Linked DNA regions of Mus musculus: region 2 is linked to region 1. The links are chromatin contacts, called in public Hi-C maps. All regions are on one chromosome and are shown on one strand. The core of a region is the stretch at or near the end of the contact, and the rest is flanking DNA. Distances in the headings are between cores, read along the strand shown.

What was found. A called contact is a pair of places that touch in the nucleus more often than the background predicts.
Region 2: a Hi-C map of olfactory sensory neurons shows a contact between it and region 1, with 1.8 times the contacts expected there. The contact joins the enhancer-like site here to the promoter of Ptn in region 1. A contact is called at or near these places in 8 of 484 Hi-C or Micro-C datasets (the G1E-ER4 cell line, the HL-1 cell line, cerebral cortex and 4 more).

What each region holds. Positions count from the first base shown.
Region 1 is chr6:36,807,475-36,814,256 of GRCm38.p6, forward strand. It overlaps Ptn (pleiotrophin), which reads right to left and starts at 2,705. Exons shown (of 5, transcript NM_008973.3): 1 at 2,420-2,705.
Region 2 is chr6:36,720,022-36,726,803 of GRCm38.p6, forward strand. The region is part of intron 4 of Ptn (pleiotrophin); the gene reads right to left. Among named protein-coding and RNA genes, the nearest start is that of Ptn, 87 kb to the right of the region's middle. Within about 2 kb of position 3,385, at least 62 of the 459 cell types and tissues checked have an H3K27ac peak or open chromatin away from gene starts, as enhancers often do. A contact at or near this core is called in cerebral cortex, forebrain, neural progenitor cells and 2 more, where this site is marked.

The DNA.
Region 1 (6,782 bases), core at 1,455-3,954:
TTCAGACTGCTGTTTGTAAAGACTAAATAAGAAACATGAAAACCAACTGGAGGTGGTGACACAGACCTTTATTCCTGGCACAGGAGACGCAGAGGCAGGCAGATCTCTGTGAGTTGGAGACCAGCCTGGTCTACATCGTGAGTTCCAGTACAGCCAAGACTACATAGAGAAACTCTGTCTTGAACAATAATAATAAAATAAAAAAAGAAAGAAAGAAAGAAAGAGAGAGAGAGAGAGAGAGAGAGAGAAAGGAAGGAAGGAAGGAAGGAAGGAAGGAAGGAAGGAAGGAAGGAAGGAAGGAAAAGGAAGGAAGGAAACAATGAAAGATACAAAGAAAGAAAAAAAACCATAAAACTTTCACTAAACAGGTAAGATCAGGTCCCCAGTGTCCTAGAAAGGGGTTCTGAAATACAGACAATTAAATATTATATAATACATATAATACAATATGCAGTCAAATATATTCTATTCTCATCCCCTATGGGATATAATTTAGGGATCAGATGACTAAAACATCATGTTAACAGTAGGTCTGTCTCGCCCACAGCTCTACCCCTGAGAATATAAGTGTTTGTGCCTCAGACAAACACTTGAATCCACACTCTAAAGGGGCTACAGTTTACACACAGCTGGTGTGGGGTGTGGGAAAAGCATTGCACATACAAGCAGTCCACTCAGTGAGGAAGACCTGGGTCTATGAGCAGCAGGAGAAAGATTACCTTCTTCAAAAGACTTTAATTCTGATGAGAGAATTTTTAAAAGTTCCTTACAGTTCAAAAGCATGGTATTGGGGTTTTAAAATAAAATGATTTCATTTTGATAAGAAACAACCACTATTGGTGGTCTGAAATTACACAGGGCCCAAAGAGGAGTGGGAGGGCACCTGAGTTTCCCTTGAATTTAACTGGACTATAAGTGTTTCTAATGACTTGGCCTTGAAGGCACATAATTTACTTTAAAAGGGACATAATGAGTCTGGCAAACACCAGCCTTCTGTGCTGTGTTGGCTGACTTCTCTTTTGTTTCGCTCTCATTACCTTTTAATATTCTCACAGAACAATTCATTCCCAGATGATCAAAGGGCCCAAATGGGCTGGACCGTTTCATCAGCTCCACGTTTGCCTGGGATCGTGAAATTGCTCCATTATGTTGTTAGTTCAAAAGCTTTTCTTTGGTAGTTCCTGAAGTGCCTCCCAGGCCCTTCCTTCCAACACACACACACCACACACACACACACACACACACACACACACACACACACACACACACACACTTTTTAAACTATGCCTGGTAGTTTCAAGAGGAAAGATGCTGACCCACTAGAACTCTGTTACTTTGTTCTCCCCTGAAGTGTGCATTCCTTCTGTGAGGCACCCACTCTACTTCTGAAGTCTCGCTCTGCTCCTACAGCTCCAAAGTCCTTATTACTAAGGAGACAAGAACTAGTTAGCAATCTGTATGTGAGTTACATGTGTGCTCTTGTATTTATATGCCACATCAGATCCCATAGAAGTGTGTGTGTGTGTGTGTGTGTGTGCGTGTGTGTGTGCATGTGTGTGTGCGCATGCACACACACATATTTTAGAAGAGAGGAAAGGTTATGTTTTATGCACAAAAGAAGTGACTTTTCTTCTCAAAATATATTATGGAAACAACTGGAATATCACCTCAGAAATTCCGGGTGTCTGCCAAACTCGTCTTTACCACAACCCTGGCTTATTTGGATACAACTGAAAACGTAAGTGCTTCTATGCCAGTTGGCATCCCAACCAAGCAAAGGTAGACTCCAAAGTGTGCCTTTGAAACTTTGGACTGAACTGTTTCTAGAAGCGTTTCTGGGCTCGTGGGCAGGCTAGGGAGTGCAGGCTGCTCTGGCGGAGATGTTTCTCCATCAGCAGACACAGGAGGGGCAGGCTGCCAGGCATGTACCACACCTAGAGCGGGCAGCAATTGGCAGTTGGCAAGCTCTAGGGCAACCTGAGAAGTGGAGGTAGGAAATGAGACCTGTCTACTGATACACCCTTTCTTCTCTCTCATGCCTACTGGGCCAGACACACCCACCAAAGCTCCAGGTTTTACAAAGAGCACAAATGTGCCCTCTCCCGCGCTTTGCATGCTCTGGCAGGTAGCAGGAATTCGGTCCCCATGCACTCTCCACAGCCCAAAAGCTGCTTTCCTTCTTCCCATCCAAGCACATGCTAGGTTACTTAGCTCATTCCCCCCAAAATTTCCTTTCGGCTGTTTTGCCTTCTGGAGCAAGTCCGTTTTTAAAAGCAGTCCTATTTAGCGGACTCCAGGCAGCCTCTCTCCTGCTCCAACCCCCTCCACGTACTGCAGGCTACCAGAAAAGTGGCTTTGGGGGGTAGGCACACTGCACCAGAGACCCTTTGGAGAAAACCACAGGGTATCTTGCACTTACTTTGGCTTGCAGAGGTCCTCGCTGACTAGCTGGCTGCCTTTGTTGCAAAGTGCGGGCGAGGTTTCTGCAGACTCCAGGTATCGCTGGCTGATGCTCCTGCCTGGGCGGCTGCGCTCTGCTCTCCCCCCTTCTGGATGGATGACTCAGTGCTTTCTTTCTTCCCCTCTCTCCACTTTGGGTTTTCTTGTGCTCTGGGGCTTCCTTGGCGGGATATTTGGACGGGTAGGCGGGGAACCTGATCCTGCCTTCACTCAACTACACCCTGCCGGGGAGGGAAATAGAGAATGGGAGGGACGAGAGAGGGCAGAGAGAAGAAGCAGGCTGTGCGAGGGAGGAGGGGAGTGCTTTGCCCCCGAAATCTGATTGGGAAGCTTATGAAAAGCAGGCTACTCTGGGGGCAGTCTTTCCCCAAACGGATCTGTGTAGAAAGACCATGGGTTATAAGACCGTTTGTTCTTAGCACCCACCCAGCACCATATTTTTTGTACAAACTCCCAAGAACCATGTTTTTCTCCCCCTCCCATGGGTCCATAGCTCGGCTTATCAAGCTGGATATCTTAATTGGAAAATTGACAGCATTTTAAACTACAGTTTTGGTACAGCTTTAAACACACACACACACACACACACACACACACACACACACACACACACACACACACACACGATATTCTATTCGAGATTGGGGGAGCCATGTGCAAAGGCAGCTGTCCCTTGCTCTCCGCCCCTAAAGGCCTCCCTGCAGGGAGTCCCTGCTAACTTCAGCTGACAGTTGCAGCTCACCTCCAGTCACAAAGCTGCAAAGCAGTTTTTTCTGGGTTGTCACTAGGAGTGACAGATCTCTGAAATTTCCCAATTAAATGTCACTTTCCTTTAGGGAATTTTTCCATTCTTGGCTTCTTCGATGCCTTCGGGTCACATATTTTGTGGCATGCTCTTGGCAAAGAACACAGGGGGGTAATCAGTGTGGCTCAAGCTCTGGGGTTTGTAAGAATTAGAGTGGGCTTCCTGGCTTCCTGAGACCTTCCTCTCCTTTAACCAAGGAGAGCAAAGTGACAGTTTTGAGTCACACATAGAAACTGACCAGAAAAGATGGAGTAAAACCCCAATTTGCCCAAACACGGTCAAATTATAAAACTGGCTCCAATTTCTCACCAAAGATACATCTCTTCAACTCAACTTACAGATCCTATGGATTCCGTAGGGTGTTTTAAGCCCTCACATCTTAAGACCACTCCTTTCCTAAAATTACAGCCATTGGTTATGGCAAGTGGTTTTAAGGACTAGGAGTCTTCTATTGGCTGTTACCTGTACCAATGTCCAAGAGTAATCGAGGGACAAAGGTGACCCTGCAGGAGTAGAGCTTTTAGTCCACTAATCTTCGTTTCTGCCCCTCCCCCCACCCCGCCCTCCAACGAAAAAATGGACAGAAATTCACATTTACACCTGATCTGTATTCTTTACAGTCTCTTCTGCTAAACCACCTTTCCACACACAAATTGCACATGCCTTCCTCAAGACCAACTCCCAGGCTATGCACATCCCTGTTTGAAAGTTCATCTTTGCCATGAAACAGTCCATGTGAGTGTTCATCTGGTGTCACCTGTGTACATCATGAACTACTCATAAGCTTTCTTTACTGTGAGAAAAGTTCACCATTTCCTACAGTTCCACAGTGAGCTAAGAAGATGACAGAAAGACTTTCCTTTTTGCCCCTTAATTTTATCTTCATCTTTAGCATATTCCTACTGTCAGTTCAGTAGACCATGCCAGATTAATTATGGTGCTTGTTTCTGGTGTTGGTAAAGCAAGCATGAGAGTCTCATGATGTCAGTTCTATCTCATTTGCTGCTTCAACATATAACATTTTGATTAAAAAGGTATATGTAAAAATTAATTACATCTGTGGTTCTCAAGTGAGAGCAGTTTTATCCTCTAGGAGACAGTTGGTAATGTCTGGAGTCGTTTTCAGTTATCACCACTTGAGGGAAGATAGGACATATCCCGTCAGTCCTCTGGTGAATAGAATGCTACTTAAACATCCTATAGACACCTCTCTATGGCTCAGTGAATACAGTGCTTTCTATGTAAGTATAGGGCTGGAGTTTGAATCCCTAGGACTCACAAAACAACTTAGGCATGCTTGGTGGTCTATTTGTAAGCCTGTAATCCCAGCACTTGGGAAGCAGGATCAGGGGCTTCTTGGAAAACATTGATTAGCTAGTTTACCCAAATCAGTAAGCTCAAGTGATATCGTCTTCTAACCTCATGCACACATATACATACACACATGCATGGGTGTGGGTATGCACACATGTGAGCCTGCCTTAACATATGGACAATACTCACTCACACACAAATTAGTTCTCCCAAAATCTAAATAGGGTCAAGACTGAGAAGCACTGGTGACATTATTTTCCATGGTATTTTGAAAACATGGAAAACACAAAAAGAGTATTTCTTTTCATAAGTACAAATCTATAACAAGTCAATACGTTGCACTTTAAGTCAACAGAGTATTTTCGCTAACGCTTAAATAAAACACTATTAGCGCCTCCTGAGATGCCCTACTTCAAGTTCACAAGTCATAGGAATATTGATTCCAGATTTCTATTTATTTCTCTCACTTGTCTATTGTTGGTAAGCACTTAAGTATTTGACTGGATAGAACCCTGAAGAAAAATGTTAAAATATTGATGTGCAGAAAACGTATGTATGTTCTCCATTAACAAATTAAAATCAGGGACAAAATAATGTGGTTAGCGGCTTGAAAACATATGCTGTTGGGAGACATAAATTTCAGAGATTAAATTTTGAGTGGTGACCTAAAAATATGGAGGAAAGTGGTCATGTAAAAACCAAGAAGAGCTTCCAAGCAAAAAGGGTGCCAACTAGCCCAGCTGGAGAGTTAGCAGAAGGCTCAGCTCATGGGAGGCTACTTCCACTGTAAGCAACTGAACTTTACTCCAAATGGCACAGGTGCCACTGAGAAACGACAAACTCTGACTGGTTTCACAGGGTCCCTCAGCTGGGGTGCAGACTCAGCACAGGAGAGCAAGAATATACCCAGAGTCCCCAGTAGGAGGTTCTGTGATTCTTCCATGACTAAATTTCTCCTCCTGCCCTCCTGCTGGGAGAAACTAACTCCAAAAGCTCTTGCTCTTCAAAGCTCCCAACATTACTGGCTTCTCTGCCTTGCTCAGCCTCTGCAGGTGAAATGAATGACCCCTGGTACACACATTACCAGGCTAACATGCAATTAATGGGAGGTGATTTGAAACCAGGGAAACTGTTATGGCTTACAGTTGTTTGGAAAACGAGGCCACCAATCCCTCAGTGACAGATACCAGGAGGCAGCAGATTTCCTGGACATTCCGCTTGACCGAGGTGTTTGGATTCTCAGTTACCACTCTCCGCTTAACCCATCTCCCTGGAATGCAAAGGAAATTCATCAAGCTACCACAACTCGAAGGCAGTCCCAGGAACATGTCTAACGAAATATATTGTGTGGTTAGTTGCTTTTTGAATCCTGCCTCTTCTCTTTGCCAGCATTGTCTATCAGGCTAAGTGACCAAATAAGCAGATTGTATTCCTTAGACTTTCACCCTGTGAAAAATATCTGGAATTAACTACTTAAGAAAAATTTAGCCTATATGTTTCACATATTAAAATCATACCAGTCAGTCGCTGATTAATCTAAGTAGCTTGAGATAGCGCCCCCCAAGCCTTTTGGTCCTTCCTTACAGAAAACTGTAGACAATAGCTTCCAGACTGTCAAAGCAACACAGAAGAACAAGTGTCATCAGGGGTATCACTCAAACAGACAGAAAACATCAGGTCCAAAATACCCAGTGTGTGTGTGTGTGTGTGTGTGTGTGTGTGTGTGTGTGTGTGAATGTGCGTGTGTGTTGTCCTTATTGTGTGTTCTTGTCAGTGTGGACATATGAACACGTAATGTACAGCTATGCTTTCCTGTGAAGGTCCATGGACACTGCTGGGGCTTTGTCCTTGACTATGTTCCACCTTTAGTTTTAGAAACAAGTTCTCTCTCAACAAACCTGAAGCTTATCAGTTCACCCAGGCTCTCTGGCCAATGAGCTTCACAGATTCACCTTTCTCAGCTTACCCCATGCTGGGCTTACAGGACTGCACCACCACCACCCCAGCCTCAGTGTGGGCTCTAGGGGTTCAAGCTTGTGTCCTTGTGCTCTTGAGAAAGGCACTTTTCCAGCTGAGTCATCTCTCCAAGCCCCAGATCCCACATCATAAAACAACAAAATCCACAGAAGAACAATCCCATGAACATGGCTGTGACAGCTAAAGTCCATATCATCGTGTCAATGTAGGCAATTTATAAACCGTA
Region 2 (6,782 bases), core at 2,135-4,634, 87 kb before region 1:
TTAAATATTGTTAAATCCTAAAATATATTAGAAACTAAACTATCACAAAGTAATATAGTAAATAATGTAGTCTCTGTTAATATGTTTAATAATGTATAATCTATTAAATAGTGTACAGAGTGGTACAATACAGAAAGATTATTTGCGGCAACCAAATAGAAGTAAGTTAATCAAAGTCCATAAAGAGGTTAGGTAACCAAAAGAACTCATGCACCTCTCAGTAGACTATTGTATACAAATAATCAAATGGCAATAAATAGTGTGAATTGATAATAGTGACAAATAAAATATTACAAGCCAAGTTTACTTGTACAGTTTAAGATTTCCTTTCTACAAGCATCCCAGTCTCTTTTCCCTCCCAATTTCCCACATCCTTTTGGGAGTGGGGTAGATGAGGTCTTCATTGCTTTCTCAGTGATTTTCGAATGCATTTCTATGCACAGTCAGTGCAAGAGAAAAGTCAGTTGAACAATGGTGTGTCAGGGACACTGACTGGCTTAACACTTGGGTATACCGGGTAGAAAATGGAAACATATAATTATTATTTCACTATCTTTCTTGCATAATTGTCATATCTTAACCACACCTAATCACTAGCAGAGATGAGAAATAAATATTTGGCTTTCTCCTTTTCAGCAAGTCTCTTTTTACCTTCCTGAGTCTGTGGGCCAACATTATGGTCTTACACTTAGCAGTGGCTTCCCTACTGACTTCTTCCACCCCGACACAATAGAGAAGACATGTCAATATTTAATATCCTATTTCTGAAATGAGGACTCAGAACATTTGCCATGTTATAGGTGATAGGTAATTATATAGATTGGTTCTGGTAGAAATGCCACATTTCCAATGAGCTCATCACAGTTTTCCACTGCCATACCCGCTAATACTTTAACATCATGTGACCAGTGGAGAAAAAAAAATGTGATTCACAAAATGAGAAGTTTAAACTTTAGGATGTGAAGATTTTTGCATACTAAAGTATAACGTGAATAATTGTTCCTTGTATGCTTCCATATGGATTTTTCTTGGCTTACAAAAAATTATAGACATGGAGTCTTGAGGAAGAGGGAGAGGAAGGATTGTAGGAGCCAGACATCATAAGATAACCCACGGAGGGCTAGAAAGATGGCTCGGTGGTTAAGAGCATTGACTGCTCTTCCAGAGGTCCAGAGTTCAATTCTCAAAAATCACACGATGGCTCACAATGATCTGTAATGGGATCTGATGCCATCTTCCGGTGTCTGAAGAGAGCAATAGTGTGTGTGTGTGTGTGTGTGTGTGTGTGTGTGTGTGTAATCTTTTAAAAAAAAGAAAAGATGAAAAGAAAGAAAGAAAACCTACAGAATCAACTAACCTGGGACAATAGGGACCCACAGAGACTGAACTGACAACCAGGGGACCTGCAGGGGGCTGACCTGGGTCCTCTGTATATGTTACACTTGTGGAACACCTAACATTGGGAGTGGAAGCTGTCTTTTTGCTCCTTTTGGGACCATTTTCCTCCTGCTGAGTTGCCTTGTCCAGCCTTAATATGAGGACAGGCGGCTAGTTTTACTGAAACTTGATACGCCATGCTTGGTTGATATCCATGGGAGGTCTTCCCTTTTCTGCATAGGAAAAGAGGAGGAGTATATGGGGATAGAAGGTGGAGGGGGACTTGGAGCAGATAAGGAGGGGAAACTCTGGTCAGGATATAATATATCAGTGAAGAGTAAATATAAATTATTTTTTTAAAAAGTTATAGACCTCGATGAAATGAAGGCTAAATGTGTTACACTAAATCTATGCTTAAATCCCAATCATTGTATCTCTTGTTATCAATATATCTGGAAACAGAGGCTTTGAAAGATTAATTAAATTAAAATGTAACCTGACTCTGGTGACTAGCATTGATAGAAGAGACAATAAAAGCACAATGAGAACATAGGAGAATAGCATCCATCTACAAGCCAATTGTAGAGGTGTCAGAAGACAGCAGTCTATGAAGACCTTGATTTTTTCAGTCTAGCCTCAAGAAACATGAAGTAAATGCATGCATGTTTATTAAGGTACTGAGTTTGGAATGTTTTCTTATAGTACCACTAGGAAACTAAAATACCACTGAATTAGTGTCAGGCCAGTTAATGTATGTATAGCCTTAAGATCTGCTATAGAGTGAAAATATATGCTTCTTGCTTATTTCAGAAGAAATTTTATTGTAAACATATCTAATTGGTATTGTGAACAACAGAGTCTGGTGCTGAAAAGATGGATCAACAGGCAAAGTGCTCGTTGCAAGAGTACAAACACATGAGCTTGGGTGAGCTTTGTACGGCTGGGCTCTGCAGTGTGTGTCTGTAGTCCCAGCATAGGTTATGTTGGAAACACAGGCAAAGCATAGAGGCTCACTAACAAACCAGCCTAGCCTAACTGGTGATCCTGATTCAGTGAGAGATCCTGTCTAGGCAAGGTAGAGAAGCTAATGAAAAAGACACCTAACCACAACCCCCCATCTATTACATGCACACATATACATATGCATGTGTACACATAAGCACATTAAAATCAAAAGAAGCATACAGAAAGGGAGAATTGGAACTACTAAATGTTTTCTGCCATGTGTAGAATCCAGATCTATGTATGTAGGCATATGATTTATGACATGAAAGCAAGAGAGACTATTTGAGGGTGGGATGTGACAAGAAAGAGATAGGAAAGGTGACAATGGAGATAGCAAGTGAGATACGCAAATCACAGTGCCACGTGTGTATGAAAACACCACAGTCAAATCTATTACTTTGTATTTAACTCTCAATATTCACACTAGAAAATGTCAGAATTTTGTGTTCACTAATATTCACACAAACACATGACATTAGTCTTGTATAGCCATCTCCATGCTGGCACTCCTTGTTCCAAGCAGACGAGACTCAAGTAACCATCTGTAGCACAACAAACACTAGACCTTAATCACCCTCCCTGAATCTTTCACATTCTCTTGACAGCACCCTTCACAGCCGCTGAATTTATTATTCTTGTGTGTCTAGATGAAAGACTGAAAAATAGGAGCTTCTATTTTTCTTTCCAGAATGAAAATAGGTTTAGATTGTCTTACAGAGTGAATATTATGAACACTTTAATATGTGTTCTGTATGTCTAAGCAGGACACCACAGGAACACTTTCACCTGCTCCCAGCCTTTGGATTTCTGGTGAGCTTTTCCATGAATAATGCTTACTCTTCTAGAAAAAGCCTTTGTTTATTCTCTTTCCTTTTGCTGCCTCTGTGTGCTGAACACCAGCCAGTCTGCTTTGATTTCCCCACAGGCTCCCGCCAGCTTTGCATCAGTGCAGAGCTGAGTGGGCCAGCTGGGAGTATGGAGGAGTCCCTCCTGACAGCACTTGTTACCAGGACAGCTGTGCCTCACATCCTGGACAGGCAACAGCGCCTGCACAGATCCCACAGCAGAGCAGAGACAACCTGGTTCTGCCTGGGAGGCCACTGGTATGGCAGGATGGCATGATCTACTGCGCCTCACTGTAGGCCCCTAGTTGGATAAATACAGAACTGAAAGTCATCATTTGGTTTTAATGCAATTACTATGCAAGGAGAAACTTTAAGCCAGGAATTGTTTAATAGGACTCAATCATAAATGGCTCCAAATAGATGTGTCTGGCTGTTTTGAATTATCACAAAACAAAACAAACAAACAAACAAAAAAACCAAAAAGAAAAACAGATTATTGATTTCATTTTTATAAATCTTATATTTTAAAAACTTCTTCTGGGAGTTCTTGGTGTGGAAATCTCAATGTTTGTTTCAAGCTTTGCCATTCACTGACAGAGTAAACTTAAACAAATTGTAACTCCTAGACTGTAAAATATGGTAAAACATCTTTGAGCTGCTGTGAGGATTAAGAGAGACAAGCCATGTTGATGAATTAGCACAACACTTGTCATATATCAAATATCCAATGAATTAAACTGCTTTTATGATATTCGGGAAATGCCAATAAGCTACAAAGAACACAAGAATTAATTCTTGATTCAGAAATTAGAAGGAAGAAATAAAAATCCTTTGGGGAGGAAAACCCCAGGATCCTCAGCACAATAAGTTTTTACTATGAACATTGTTCTATTTTGCTGTCATCCTTAATACTAATTATTATATAGTGCTCTGTGTGCACGGCTAATGAGCCTCCCAAGTGTGGAATTTATCCAAGGAGATGAAAGCAGACATCGAGTAGAGTAAACACCACACATATTTATAGTTCCTTGTCCTTAGGTCTCCCTTTGCAAATATAGGACCAAAATTTCTTGAGTAAGGACAAGATCTAAACACTCAAGAGACCCTTCTTCCTGGTGAGCTTTGAGCAGTGGTATCTCAGCAGAGACTGGAAATCAGGGCATGAACAGCCTATGTGAGCCAGGCCAAGACAGTATAGCTATATATATATATCCTCCATTCTTTTATCCATTCATTCTGGACAAGCCCCATTCACTTATCTCCTGAAGCCTGGAAGATTGGCTTGACTGGTGCAGAGCACATGGACAATGTGTGGAGCAAAGATCAGAAAAAGTCCAGGCAGGAAGGTTCTTGTGAAGGCTGGTAACGATTTAGGTTGTATCTGGAATGCATTACCACTTTTGTATAGGAATCATGGAATCTTGGTTGGAATCTACATAGAGAAGGACCACTTGGAATACAAGAGATCCAGACTCAAACTACTATGTGTGTGTATGTCCCCAGCTCTGCTTATGAAGATGGGATCCCGTCCTAAGTACCTAACATCTCTAAAGCTTTGGCTTCCCCATCTGTGCAACTGGATGTTGCAGGATACACTTTAGGACTTTATGCTTCTCCAGGGGTATCATGTATACACACTTCACTAAGCTATGAACTGCAAGAGTAAGTAACTCATGGCTACAGTTACTTCTGCAGTCACCACAAGTCTTCTGAAAGAAGAGATTTTGAGCCATCTTAAAGTTGGTCATGGTGGTACTCTACCATGCAATACTACCATTAAGGAGAGTAAGGCAAGAGGATTGTGAACTCAGGGCCAAACTGAGTACACAGTGAGTTCTAGGCCACTATGACCCACACAGTCATATGGCTTACAAACAAACAATCAAACAAACAAAAATCCTATATCAACAGAAAGCAGGAAAATCATCTCAAAAATCCTGCACATTTATCAAGCATATCACCTAGAGTCTGCATTTTCATTTTGTCTTTTAAAATAATATTTCCCTTATATTTTGAGAATTTCATGTATATGTACAACATTTCACCATTTCATCTTAACAGCAAGGCTATGTGGTATTTACTGTCAGCATTTGAAGGACAAAACATATCACTTTGACATGAAGGAACAGAAGCAGACATTGAATTGGGTATAATATTATAAGTAGGAAATGAAGCCATAGGTCCTGTCAAAGATTTCAATAAGAAGAATAGCAACAAAATGACAATCTGAGCCAGAACTGAACTGAGAAAGGAGGCATCTCTCTGATCATGAAGAACTCAAGTCCTACCATACCCCATACTGCCTCTTCTGCTGCCCAAGTGGAAGGACTGTGGTCCTCTTCATCTTGCTCTCCAGTCAGAGTAGAGGTAGTGGAGGCAGGTCATGAGTCGTTCTGCATGGAAACTCTATGTTATACGCACTCTCTATAGTGTTAAAATTCCCAGAGCCTAGGGAAGTCTGTATGCTCAGGGAAGCTATTCATCTTCCTGCTGGATGACGACAGCATCCCCTTCCAAAAAATAAATAAATAAATTAAGTGGGAAAAAATGTTGAGGAACTTCTTTCATCTTCAAAAGAATATACTAAAGAAATCTATTTAGAGCAGAGAGCATGGAGGATGCTGGGAATATCACTTTACTGACCCATTTCCCCATTCAATAGTCAGCTGCCAAAAGCTGCACACTGTGCAAAACAGAGCCTGGCTTTTAGACAGTGGCTATTCTTTTGATCTGTAAAGATGAATCATCAAACCTAAGAGAAAGTTGGCAGCTGGCCCAGACAGAGCAAGGTGATGGAAAACTTTTAGAAAGAGCTGGAAGCTGAGGAAGGGGATGGGGTGGGATGGGTGGGAGGGGGAATAGGTATTATCATGAGTAGAGAAATTCAGAAAGAACCTGGCAGCATATTGTGGATCATAGCAGAGCTGGCAGAACAATTTCCATTCATCTCCTCAACCACCTGCAGGATAGACATCTAACTTTATACTTCCACCATGGAGCATCCTGGGAACATTTTGGACAAGTATATAATGTCAGACAAACTCAAAAGCCAACGACCACCTTGCCAACTAAGCAAGCCCTAAATGAACATCAAGATACTACTGATACATCTAATTTAAAAAGCAAGGAGAAGAAATTGCCACATATGGCATAACTCAAAGAATGAGAATAGTTTAGAACAATAATCAATGTCATTTTCAACCTACAGAAAACCCACAGCTTCCTGGGTCTCCCAAACAAGCGCAAGTCCCAGCCTCATCTAGCTAAAGGATCATGTCTGTTTTCTGGCTGCACCACTCACAACAATGAGGCAAACTGTAGGACCATCATCCCTCCTAGAACCTTTGCTTGTCCAGGTCATTTTCTTTTTTTTTTATTATTGGTTACTTAATTTATTTACATTTCAAATGTTATTCCCCTTCCTGATTTCCCCTCTTCAAGCCCCCTATCCTATCACCCTTCCCATGCTTCTATCAGGGTGCTCACCTACCTATTCCCACCTCGTTCCCCTATGCTGGGGCATCGAGCCTTCACAGGACCAAGGACCTATCCCAT